Regions from separate parts of the Gasterosteus aculeatus genome. Here region 1 is linked to region 2. The links are chromatin contacts, called in public Hi-C maps. All regions are on one chromosome and are shown on one strand. Each heading gives the region's core, a stretch centred on a gene start, on an enhancer-like site or on the middle of the called end of the contact. The rest is flanking DNA. Distances are from core to core; before and after follow the strand shown.

Evidence for each region. A called contact is a pair of places that touch in the nucleus more often than the background predicts.
Region 1: a contact with region 2 is called in a Hi-C map of skeletal muscle, with 5 times the contacts expected there. The contact joins the promoter of tmem205 here to the enhancer-like site in region 2. A contact is called at or near these places in 2 of 6 Hi-C or Micro-C datasets (both in skeletal muscle).

The regions. Positions count from the first base shown.
Region 1 is chr11:4,728,999-4,735,843 of fGasAcu3.hap1.1, reverse strand. It overlaps tmem205 (transmembrane protein 205), which reads right to left and starts at 2,591. Exons shown (of 4, transcript XM_040190963.2): 1 at 2,452-2,591; 2 at 1,375-1,483; 3 at 787-950; 4 at 1-701. The coding sequence starts at 1,474. The coding sequence ends at 399. cnn1b (calponin 1, basic, smooth muscle, b) reads right to left here. Exons shown (of 7, transcript XM_040190962.2): 7 at 5,837-6,845.
Region 2 is chr11:4,673,000-4,679,509 of fGasAcu3.hap1.1, reverse strand. No RefSeq gene overlaps it. Among protein-coding and RNA genes, the nearest start is that of tlcd4b, 27 kb to the left of the region's middle. Within about 2 kb of position 4,014, at least 2 of the 9 cell types and tissues checked have open chromatin away from gene starts, as enhancers often do.

The DNA.
Region 1 (6,845 bases), core at 1,342-3,841, 58 kb before region 2:
GGTGCAGTGCACCAACCCCCCCCCCCCACACCCACACACACACAAACGCAGTGCAACAATACAAAATAAAATGCAACAAATACCATTATTAAAGAAGTTAGTGCAGTATAGTGTTTACATTAGCAAAGGGTGGGGCTTGACAAACGGTTTGGGAACCGCTGCTGCACTTATCTATGCTGAGCTCAGAAACGAGCGAATCCCTAAATGCACCTGCTTCCGAACATCGCCCCCTGCTGGGCGCTCTGTGCACACATTTGAGTGAGCTTTTTCTATTTTTTTTTATTATTATTATTCTCATTTTATTTTTTTAATCAAACGGTAGAAAAAAAATGCATTCAAATACATTTAATGTTTTGAGACTGCAAAGCTACCGATTGACATTCGGTACACACCCCTCTCTATATGGTGGATAAATTCAGAGCCGTGTAGATCAGATTAGCCGTGGTGCAGATGAACCCGATCAAGTTGCAGAGGTTGGACAGGCCGTGGTAGCGGCCGAACGCGCCCTTGCATGCCTTGTACTTGGGGTCCTGTTCTCGGAGCTTAGCGTACGCCTCGCTCTGGCTGCCCAGGCCGATCTGGTCCCCCAGGCCATGCTCCTTCTCCACCTCCCTCATCTGGAACATCACCGCTGTGGCCGCCGGGCCCAACCACCGGGCGTTCAAGCCCGCCGTGAGCAGCGCCGCGAAGTACAGAAGCATCTGCAAAACAGCAAGACGCCGACAACTTGCATGCTTACGTGATTCAAGTATTTAGAAAATTGTGTGCGCAGCTGTGATGTCTGACCTGCACGCTGCCGTGCCAGTCCAGCAGGTCACAGGGGTGATACACGGCGTGCACGGCCAGGTTGACGACGTTGCTACCCAGTAGACAGTAGAAGTACACAGGGAAGAGCTTGCTCTGCACCAGGCCAAAGGTGTGACGACTGACCTGCCGCACCAACACAATACCTGCAGGCACACACATCCCGGTCAGGAACCACAGTTGGATCCATATATTTTACCAAAAAAAGTTGTGAGGAGTGATAATATTGCGGTTTTCTGGCTATTCTATGGCAAAGATATATTTATAAAATCAAAGCATAATTAATCAATTAAGTGCACACTTAAATGAATATAATATATATATATATATATATATATTTTTAAATGAACATTTCGTTTTTAAGACTAATAACATATTAGAATTGTATATTCTTTCCTAATATTCTAAAAATAATTACTTAAAATAATATACAACAATGTTTTCTAAAAACGGGCATGTCCACAGATTATTATACAGTGTGTCAATAACTTAACGCTCATGTCCTTATAATGTACAATAGGTTCAAAAAGCATTTATTGTGACAGGCCCATCTCTTGTTTGTGCTCTCACCTGCTATGAAGGAGACCCAGACCTGCATACCCCAGCAGAACGAGAGCACCAGAAGGTGAAGCACTTTGACCAAGTCCGCGGGCTCCCCCTCTGCTGCCATGGTGTCCCTCTGCAAGACACATACAACAAATACACAGTGAGCCTTCATTCACCCTCATTGAGATACCACAGATCTCAGTACTGTACCAGTATGAAGAAGTTTTTTCTGAGTTTATTAAACAGAATGTGTTGAAAAGTGAAAAAGTGGCAACCGTTGACCAAATTGTTCCTACTAGAAGATCTTTTGCCTCTTACGTGTTAGTAATGGGCTTGTAAAAACAAAACAAAAAACTATGTACTACTTTAGTTGGCCAAAAAGTTCCCATAGTGAGGTCACATATGCTTGGGGGTCAGAGGTCAACGTCTCGGTTAATCTTTTTAGGAGCATATGAAAAAAACTACTCCAAACAGACTTATTTGGGACTTTTTTGGAGGCGGTAACGCTTCACTGTAATAAAGTACAAAGAATTACAAATAAAGTGTAAACAATTCATTTACATTTACGGACTTCTTTAACGTGCGTCACTTCAAAAACAAGATTATGAAGAAACATTCATCCAAATTGTACTTGGCAGGACCACACACACACACATGCACGCACACACGCGCACACACACACGCACGCGCGCACGCGCACGCACGCAGCTGGGGCCACGGAGATAAGGGACTCCGGCTGCTCCGCTTGCAGACCTGATAAGTCTCCAGATCGAGATAACGGCACAGAAGGCAGAGGGGAGAAAAACACGTCCCGGGATCCACTGACACCGACATTCACACCTCAACACGCGTCGCTCAACCTATTTGCATGTGGTGACAACGGCGGATTGATTCAATTACACAGCGAACCTACATTCTCTCTACATTCAACAGCTCACTTTACGACTGTTTCCCCCCCGGAACTGACAGGCTAACAGGCGTTAGCTTCTGAGCTAATTCGGGGAGCGATGCACAAGTTTTATGCCGTCGGCAGAGTTTCTCTCTCCAGGGAGCGTTTCACCGTGAGACGTGGAGTCGTGTCCCTCGGTGTCTCTCACTCACCTGTCTGTCCTCGTCCTCTGTCCGTGACGGTATTCAGCGACGAGTAACAACCTCATAATGATCCAAAGATCAGCCGCTGTCCATCATGTCGACAAGCCCCGCCCCGCCCCGCCAACGGACCAATGGCATTCCTTTTTATTACTGAATATTACATTTGAAAAATATCAGCATTTCCACCATAAGATTACAAACTCAAAAGAATAAGAAACAAGAAAGTGCAATTTCATTAAATAAGCCGATTTACAACTTGCTATAGATAAGAGCCATTATAAGTACAATTTATAAGGGATATATTACTGTAAATTAACAGTGAATTTACCCAGAAGAGCTGCCAGAAAGTTAGAGGAATAATATACGGACTGAGAAGATCAGGCTAAAGAACACAGCATGTATGATTAAATGTAATAATAATAATCAAATAGTCGCTTTATGCATTTATGTAAGGAGGCAAGATAAAATACACTCATCACCATGAACTGACAGTGTCAAGTATTGTTTTCTTTTCAGGATATTCCTAAAAAGAAAACAATACTGGACACTGTGGACACAGAGATTTTGTTAATAAATTGCATCAAAAAAGAGACTGTGGACAACAAGATTCCTGCTGCTGATGGTTGCAGGTATCTACTGACAAATACCTTTACACACTGTTTATTGACAGTCATCGCAATAGGATTTGAAGGGCGTCACGTTTGCAAAATCAACAAATGCATCCATCCATCTTCAACCGCTGATCCAGGGTCGGGTCGCGGGGGCAACAGCTCCAGCATGGGACCCCAAACTTCCCTTTCCCGGACCTTTTCCGGGCCACATCTACCAGCTCTGACTGGACCGGGAACAAGGCGTTCCCAGGCCAGTGCAGAGATATAATCTCTCCACCTGGTCCTGGGTCTTCCCCGGGGCCTCCTCCCCCCGGAGCCTCTTCCCAGCCGGCCGTGCCTGGAACACTTCCCTAGGGAGGCGCCCAGGGGGCGTCTTTGCCAGATGCCCAAAAATCAACAGATGAGGGGAGTTAATTCAGAAAATCGAGATCTGCTATTGGACACACAATGCTGTCAGTCTTCTTCCCCCAGCCAATCACAAACCGCTTAAATTCCCAGCTAACCAATCAGTGGGGTCACTACAGAGGCGCAGTACCCGGATGAAGTTGAATCCACCGAGCATCCTCCGCTGCCGACATCCCTTTGGTAAGTGTCAGTCACACCATTACGCGAATGCGAAATGATACAACCCATAATACACGAACCACGCACTGCACTTGCGCATTTAGCCCTGAAAGTCGTTTATTAAAAGCTATATTTTCGTCTCTTTCAGTCTTTACCCAAGAGGTAGCATCTGTTAGCGCGTTAGCTCGCTAGCGTGTAGCTAAAGCTATTTGATGTTTTTCTGACCCTGTCTGACGTGACGTAAGACGGATAAGACAACAACGTAATTCAGAGTTTGCTCTATAATATGTTGAATAGTGAGGTATTATTCACGTGGGATAGATAAAATGTTTTTTGACTGGTTTGTTAGTTTTGGTCCAGTAATTTGAATGTTATCTTATTTTGATTCAGGTAAGCAGCCATTACTGGTTAACAATGAATGAGTGAATGATTGTCATAAAACCAGCTACATTACTTTTTTTTTAATACATTACCAACAAAACAGTATTATTGTAATCATCCTTTCGTATTCACAGTTACACAACATTACAAATGGGGCGCAGGAAGTCAAAGAGAAAGCCACCTCCAAAGAAAAAGATGACGGGCAACCTGGACGTCCAGTTCACCTGCCCGTTTTGTAACCATGAGAAATCCTGCGATGTCAAAATGTAAGTAAATGCAGAACAACCGAACGAGATGAAGAAATGCACCACGATGCATATAACTAAGGTACTTACTGTTTTCCAGGGAACGAACCCGCAACACAGGAATCATATCATGCAGCGTTTGCTTGGAGGAGTTCCAGACTCCAATCACCTGTATCCTTTTTTTAAAAATTCTGCATAGTAAGTATAGTATGCAAGTCAGGTCTAGAAGCCAGTGAGCAAGTGGTGAGTCTTTTTCCTTCTTCTGGAATGTCCCTTAACCCGATTTCCATCAGATCTGTCTGAGCCAGTGGATGTTTACAGTGATTGGATCGATGCCTGTGAAACGGCCAATCAATAGTCATGTTCTCCCGTGACCCTCGACCCTGTGCCCAACTCCGTTCACTTACATTCCCCCGCCCCCCACTTGTGACCGGTCCGTTAAATCCAGCCCTGTTCAGCGAACACAATGCAGCCAAGTCTTTAAGAAACAATGGAAGCGGACGAGTGTGTGTTTTTAGTTGACGTGCTGGTCAGTTTACCTTCTTGCCACAGCGTGGATGGACGAGCACGACGCGCTGCTCTGGCTGGGCCAGAGTCGTCCTGTTGTTTGCTCTACGTCGCAGTTCTCTCTGTAAATGCTTTTCAGATGTCGGGCGACTGTGGGTGAGTGGGGAGCACGGTCGTCCTCCAATCAGAGGGTTGTCGGTTCGATCCCAGGCTCTGCTAACCCGCATGTCGATGTGTCCTTGGGCAAGACACTTAACCCAACATTGCTCCTGTAGCTGCGACTACAGTGTGTGAATGTTAGTTACTGATGGCAGGTGTCACTGTGTGTGGTTCTCCTGTCTGAATGGGTGAATGATGTCATGTAGTGTTAAAGCGCTTTGAGTGGTCGGAAGACTAGAAAAGCGCCATAGTACAGTCCATTTACCGTCCGTAGTTATCGGTTTATTTCTTTTAACTGATTACCTCATAATGTGGTCTTTTTCTTTCCCAGACTAAATTGTCTCATCACCGACTGAAATTTCCATGAGTGTAAAACACAATATGTCCACGGCAGTTATTCTTTGTGTTGTCAATGAAGTGAATATGACCGTTGTTTTCAGATTGTTGTAATAGAGGATATAGACACAAGTGTGTTACTTTTGTAGAAAGTAGCTTTTTACATTTTAACCCAGTCGCTAATGCACTGAGACATTTTGTTTATTGGATCATGTATGTATAATATATATATATATATATTAGTAATGATAGATTTGATTCATTTTCCTTTTTTAATATCATAATCATGCAATGTCACTTCTTGTGTGTATTTCACATTCAATGTGTATTTTTAGCCAATAAGAAAATCAAAGCAGAACCATATTTTTTCAAGTGTTTTTTTATTGCACAATGTCATGTTTAGTGAACGCGTATAGAAATAAAAATTTAAAAAGTCAAGAGGTTAGCAAAGGTAAAGTTTGAACAATGTTGAAACAAAGCCAAAGCAAACACATTAAAGTGAAATGTTACCATACATTCACTCAACATTTGGATCTTTTGGATCCCAAAGGGAACTAAAAAAAATACATTTGAATAAAAGAGACCGTTTCCGTTAGATGTTTAATGGGTTAAAAATACAGTAAGTGTACATGTGCTTTCCCTCCACTAGATGGCACACGGCTACACGTCCTCAACCACAACGACTGAACAGATTCAGCAAACAAACATGGAGCTTATTTTAACACCTAATTCAGACGGTAATTGGGAGCCAAGGACTAAGAAATGCAGATGTTGGGGCCTGAGACGCCCCTTTGTGCTGATGGGTGGAGCGTGACTCCTGGAACAGCTCGACCCTCCACTCACATTCAAAGTATTCGCTGGGTTAAACAGTTTGACGCAGGAAATTTAAATTTTAACGTTTTCAAATGTCTGCTATATTTATAAGAAATCACTTTGAATTTGATTTAAAAGTCAGTTTGAATAAATTAATTTAAATTAAATGTAGGCCCATTTTTCAACCAATAGCGCATCAATCTCTCTCATTCTAATGATTTAGCAGAGCCCAATCTATAGTTGCAACTGTGCAGAAATAACTGCTTAAAAACAAAATTAACAGACGTGGGTAAAAAAAAGAATATTGATTTAGAATTTCAATGGAAGGAATGAATCATCACAGTACCCTGTGAGTATTCTACCCTCTATTATATTATTACTATAACCTCATTGTAAGATTGTATTTAGTAAAGTTACTATAACTGACGGAGTAAAAACGTACAAAAGATAAAAAATATTCAGTACGCATTGGCATTGAGCAAAAATACTCAAAGTACCTACAAAACTCACTCAACTATGGATCTCAACACCTACATTTGCTCTCGCACTCTTTTTTCCCCCCTCAATGCTTCCTCAGAATCTACACAAAGTAAATGAGATCACGAAAAGAAGAAGAAGAAGAAAGATGGCGCGGTGGGTGATTGGCAGGTCCGTGAATAAGACGGAGCGGGTGCTCACAAAAGCAATTACCAGCCCTCTGCTCAGTCCATGAACTCCCCCCCCTCTCTCCCACCCGGGAGCTTCTGCAGGATCCCGAGGGGCCGCGGCGCGCACGTGGAATCCGGTT
Region 2 (6,510 bases), core at 2,765-5,264:
ATTCACACACACGTAGACTGACAAACATTCACATTCACACATGGGAGTTTCCAGTTCGACGTACCTGCATCACGTTCATCATCGGAGACTGATTGAATGAAATGGTCCATCGAATGGATCGACACCTTACCTGTCAATTTGTATCTAACCACAGTAGTGCAATAACATAAATCCCAGGAAGGAAGATTTGTTAATTCCACTCTTCTTGAATCGTCCCGTTGCAAACCCCTTGAGGTTTTGAAATAAACATCACATTCAGCTTGAACTTGCTTGAACTTGCCTAACATCCACAGGAGGCAAAGTCTGAGGTTTATGACCATGTGGTGGGTAAACATTTAGAATGCAAGCGGTGACAGTTAGTGTTGAATGATTACACGATTCAAAAGGGGACTTATCCAATCAAAGACCAAACAAAAGAAACAATTTCCACATAAATGCCTTTGAATTGTCTATTAAATCCAAGTGGCATCTCAGAGCCAGACGACTGAAAATGTGGATGGAAAAATTGGCGGGGCGCAGATACATAATGAATACATTTCCTGGTTGGCAGGAGCATTTTTAAATAGAATTTCAAATGAACTAAGGGAAAACGTTGTATATTCAGCCCAGTGAAATAGCTAATAAAATAGCCAAGTTACCCATTAAAAAAAAGTATTGTATCAGTTCCCATCGTCCGTCAGTACATTTGACAACACATCAGTATATATATTAAAATAAATATATAAATATTGTAACATTTATATATATTTGTATAATAGCCTCGGCTCTGACTTTTCTGTTTCATGAGGAAAAGACAATAATTTTTTTATACTACTTTAATTGACTGGGATTATTTGATAATAATAATAATAAAGTATGATGATGATATATGTGATAAATGTACATTGTACACATATTGTGCATTAAATATTAATTGTTTTTGTGACAGGGTACATTATTGCTGAACTTAAAAAACTTCCAGCTATAAAAAAGGGACAATAAATGAAATGAACACATAATATTAAAAATGTAAATACCTGTAGGAATTATTTCAAATGCATTATGTCTTATTTTGTGATGTAGTGTTCATGTAGAAACTGCAGACGTATGTTTCATACAGGTGCTTTATGTTGTGCATGCACACGTGTGTGTAGGGGTGCAATGCTTTACTATTGTATTTTCACAGTGTAAATGCTAAGTGTACAATGTATTTGGAAGGTGCGTGTGCAAAATGACTGTGTGCATTGGTGCATGCATGTTTATGTGCATGTATACGTTTCATAGGATCTATGTGTATAGATCTGTGGATTTGGGAGACACACTTCTTTTCATGTCATACGCATCATTCCATTTACATCGAAAGTTGAAGCTTTCATTGTTAGTTCATCATTTATCAATGTGTTTGATAGGCTTTCTGAATCCCAAACAAATCTACATATTCACCAACACATGACACTTTACAGATGTTTCTATTACATAAAATAAACGAAAGCCCGGCCTCTCTGCCTTCCTCCCGACCCCTCAACCTGTCAGTCTAAGTCCCATCCGTTCCTCTTTCTCGAGGCACTGGAGCGATTTTTTCCATTTGCAGCCATTTCAAAACAGGGAAACCGGGAAGTGTTTTCATCTTTGTGGATATCGAATTTACGCCGCTGCCTTTGACCTCGGCTGCCCACCCTCAGACTGGAGCCTCTCAGCTGGCTTTAAAGCCTGTGACAGGTTCACACAGGTAGCGCCGACGTAAGACGATGTACCGGTCAGTCAATCACTCCGTCAGTCAGTCAGCCAAGCCAGGAATGAAAAGGTTATGTTGTAAGACAGGCCTGCGGCGAGGGGGTTCGGGCGGCATATAGTGACATCAATGCTTCACACACCATTATATCTGTTTTTCATTCATCTCTATAAGTAGGGGGAAATTGTGCAAACATGACAGCCGCAATGCGGTTTAGCTGTCTCAGAGCGCGGCGCTTTGTCTCGACTGCACTTAGACCCGTCAGCCACTCGAACGTCCACATTGTGTATTAGCTCTGTGTGCGTCCATGTGTTTACGTGTGTGTGTGTGTGTGTGTGTGTGTGTGTGAAAGAGGTCCTGGGCCTGTCATCAGTCAGATTCCAGCGGCGGCGGTGGCGGCGGCGTTGGCAGGCAGGCGAGAGGTTACACGAGTTGGGAGGGGACGAGAGGAAGCTCAGCTCGGCTCAGTCCCTCGGGTCCTGTCGTATGTGTGTGTGTGTGTGTGTGTGTGTGTGCGTGCTTCAGGTCAGCACCTCGCCCACAGCCCACTGAGGATGTCCACGCCTGATGATGTCATGGTATCGATCAGTAGGGCGTCTGTTGTGGGATTTGGTGTCAGTGTCTGGAGAGAGAGGAGGAGAGGACGGGGTTGATGGGGTTAGATGGAGAGAAATGGGTGATGGGAGGAGAGGATCTTTTCACTATCTATTTCAAAGAGAAGGAGAGAAGGATCAGTTTGCCTCACGGACCGGTTTCTGCTCAGACAACATTTTGTGGACTGGTCTTGAAGATGTGGTGGATCAACGGGACAAAATTACCCTCCGACAGGGGGGAGGGGTAGTAGTCGCTGCGCACGGCAGAGAAGCGCTTGGGTTACGCTATGGAAATGTGTCAAGAGGACAAACGCATGTCATTTTTCCCAAAAATATATTTTTCAGGAAAAAAAGGCAAATCAGTTGGCTGGGATTGACTCAAGCCCCCCGGACGGCTTTGAAGACGGGACAAAAAGTGAAATAAAAAAAAAGAAGTTTTCTCTTTCTTTCTCTGAGGCCCGGGACCGAGTGACCCACGGCCTCGTACCGGTCCGCGGCCCGGAGGTTTCGGACCACTAAGATAGATGATGCTCATTCGAGGCTGAAAGGGTTTAAGTGTTTCCATTGTGTGCCACTTGATTCTTCTATTCCACTGCAATTCAAAGGTATATTTACATTAGCATGTAATATCATTCATCAATAATTTATGGGTACTTTTGAAGATCACATTATACAATCCAAACATATTTAGATGATTTATTTTATAAGTTTAAAGCAATTGACACACACACACACACACACACACACACACACACACACACACACACACACACACACACACACACACACACACACACACACACACACACACACACACACACACACACGTATTTATACATACTTTCACTTTGGAGTTAGGAGAGTTGATTGACACAACTTTCATTGGCTAACGTTAGCATTAGCATGAACTGGGATAAATACATTCCCCAAAAATCCCAATGCCCTAAATATATTCCCACCTTTATGTTTGAGTTAAAGAAAAGCGTTGCAGGGGCTCGTCAGAGGATTTTTTAGCGTGAATTTTGTCAACCAAAACCTCGCTTACAATAATGAGTAGAGTATTTTTTCAATTTAGCTACATTTGCTAAAGTAAAATGTGTAATTACTTTGTCTACCTCTGTAAATTGAGTGATAGATAAATAGACGGATAGATAGAATAAGAAAGTAAGAAATGAAGAACGAGAGCGTGGGGAAGATGGTGCCCTCACGACTCCCTGTGAAGTGCATCAAGCCTGGTTTGCATCCAGTGGACACGGGGGACGTGTATGGAGGAGGATTACAAACCGTACTGCCAACTGCGGCCTTCATTCAAACCTACTTCAGCACCTCACGTGGTTCTGATCGATATGTTGCCCGGCATTAGAATCCCATTAGCCGCATGAATAAATAGACACATGTGAGATATTCTTATAAACATTCACTGCATTCGCTTCGCGGCCATAACAGCATATATAGCGCCGTCATCCTGCCAATAATTACTTTAATGAACCCCCCCTGCGTGATAGTAGGCTTTTTATGAAGTGGGTGGAATCATAAAACGAGCGTCTCTTTTTGTATTTTTTATGGATTTGTGTCCTTTGGTTTCCTCTTCCATCACATTGACAGTTAAGCTACAGATGCTGCATCGGGGCTCGCACGCTCTGCTGTGTGCCGGAGAGAGGAAGAAGAAGGGAGGGGAAAGGGGGAGGGAGAGGGAAAAGGGGGGGGGCGCTTTTTCCTTCACCACCACTACCACCCCCACCTCCCCCTCCTCCTCCATCTCACTATCCTCCACTTCCTGGAACCTGCCTGTGCAATTGGATTTAGTGTCTGTCTGTGGACCTGGCTTGTCTCAAGCCTCCCTCCCTCACTCTCCCTCCCTCCCTCACTCTCCCTCACTCTCTCCCTCTCCACTGCTCCATAGCACTTCACTCTGCTGGCCTCCCTGGCTCGTCTCTGCATTCTAATTGGACGATAATGTAGCCGGTGTGGTCCTCGGCTACAACACTACATGACAAGTGCAACAACAATGGCGCTCCTCAGACGGGCTGGCTGCGTATGGCGAGTTGTTGCCGCTGAGTGTGCGTCCACGTGTTTGTGCGCGGCGACACGCTGACACCCGGGTCTGCTGTTACAGTCGCTGTTTGTGTTTAGATAAGGGGGCCGGAGGCAGGCAGGGGGGGGGGGGGTGGAGAGACAGACAGCTCATTGTTTACCTTTTATCGATCGCGCTGCCTCCTCGTCTGTCGCTTCTACACCCCGTGCATTCATCTTCACTCCTCCACCCATCCGTCCCACCCGTCTCTCTGCAAGCCTCCCTTTACACCTGACCCTTTGCACACCGCTGCCCCGCCGGTGCTCCCCTCTGCATCTGCCCCGTGGTCGCGGGGGGGGGGCTGGCCGAGTAATGGTCGTGGAAGCATCCCTAATAACATTACAGCTGCCGTGAGGGTGAGGCAAGTGAGAAGGGTGAAGCATGTATGAAGGGTGAGGGCCGGCGGGGGATCTGAGGGGTGGGGTGCTGCAAGGGGGGAGAGGGGGTGGGGGCAGGCACATCACTAATGTTTTTTTAAAAAGGTTACAGCATGTTGCTCCCTCTTCATAATGGGGCCCTGGCTGTGCTGGAAATGCAATTTCCGGGACAGATAATGCAAGGAGTGAAGGGCTGTGTGGAAGGGGGGGGGGGCTGGAAGGGGGGGTGGGGGTGGGGGCCTGGAAGGGAGGATGGGAGAGTGGTGCGTTCCTTGTGCTTACGCTCAAGTGAAAGAGAGAATTGGGGAATGAAGACTCGGGAAGTAGATTGCGAGAGGGGAGGAGAGAGCAGGGTGCAGGCGTGAAAAACCGAGGAGGGGGTGAGGGGGTTGGTGGGGGTGCAGATCCCTCCAACCCACCCACCCGATGCTCGGATAAAAAGGAGACGAGTTGGAGTGAGAGGAGACAGGAGTAGAAGTGCAGGGAATGCAGCACCACACACGCCGGGGGGCTTACGGGGGGGCTATCTGTGTGCGAGCGCATCAATAGTTAATGCAGACATTATCTGCGCACACGCCGCCCTGTGTAGCTAAACAAGCATTGTTCCTCAACCCTCCAACATCCTGCACGCTTGGTTAAAGCCAAATATACTAATTAACCCCCCCACGGAGAAACGAGTTCTCAACTTTGCCTGATTGAATCTTCGTGCATTTTTCGACGGGCATCTGTAATTGCTAGTCATGTTCCGGCGGGGGCCATTTAAGTGTGGACATTATGTTCCTGTCGGCTTGACGCCGTGGTAACACTTTCAATTTATTTCACGCCCTCTGCACATAACACAAAATCAATAACTTACGGTCATGTGTATTTTCTTTGAGTCAGCCCGTACGTAGTTCTGCCTGAACAATTATAATTTATCTAAATTAATATTGTGCTGACATCTGGTGTCTGTGGATGTATGTGTGCATGTATGTGTGCATGTATGTGTGCGTGTGTGTGTGTGTGTGTGTGTGTGTGGAGCATAAGTTACTCTACTTGCTGTGTAGCTTCCTTTCTCTACAAATGCAGAACAGGAAAACACACACACACACACACACACACACACTCTCCCTCCCTCCTCCCCCACCCGTCTCTTCCACGTCTCTGTCTGTCCCATCATGACTCATCCGGCTTGTCTCCCCTTCCTCTCCTCCACTTAACCACGATGATGACATGTGCGACTTCCTCGGTGGAGCGCCTCAGCTGACTGCGCCTCGGCTCCAGACTGTCAGGGGAAACTGATGGGCCCCGGACCCTCAGCACCTGCTTCTGGAAACAGGTCCCGTCTCCCCACAGAGGCAGACAGCAGATGAGACGGAGTGGGGCTGGGGTTTGAGATTTGGGTGGGAAGGCCCCCGCTGGCTGGTTATTATAGATTTTCTGCGTTCTTGCTGCTTGCTTGCAGTGCTGTAAAGAAATTAAAACCCAGAGAGGAATGAGAATATGAATTGAGTTCGAAAACTACATTAGAGATTGAATTTTTTTTTTTGAGCTATACAAAAGCAGACCATTTGTTTGAACTGGGTGCACTCGGGCTGGTTTCAAATAGTCCTTTTCGCAATATTTAAATTTCGCCACTGCAGACTGAGGTCACTAATGGCTCGTTTCCACCGAGCGGTACGGTACGGTGCGGGTCGGTACCCTTTTATTTGTGTCTCCACAGCCAAAAGTTGAGAATGGTACCAAAAATCCGAACCGTACCGTTGTTTGCGGTCA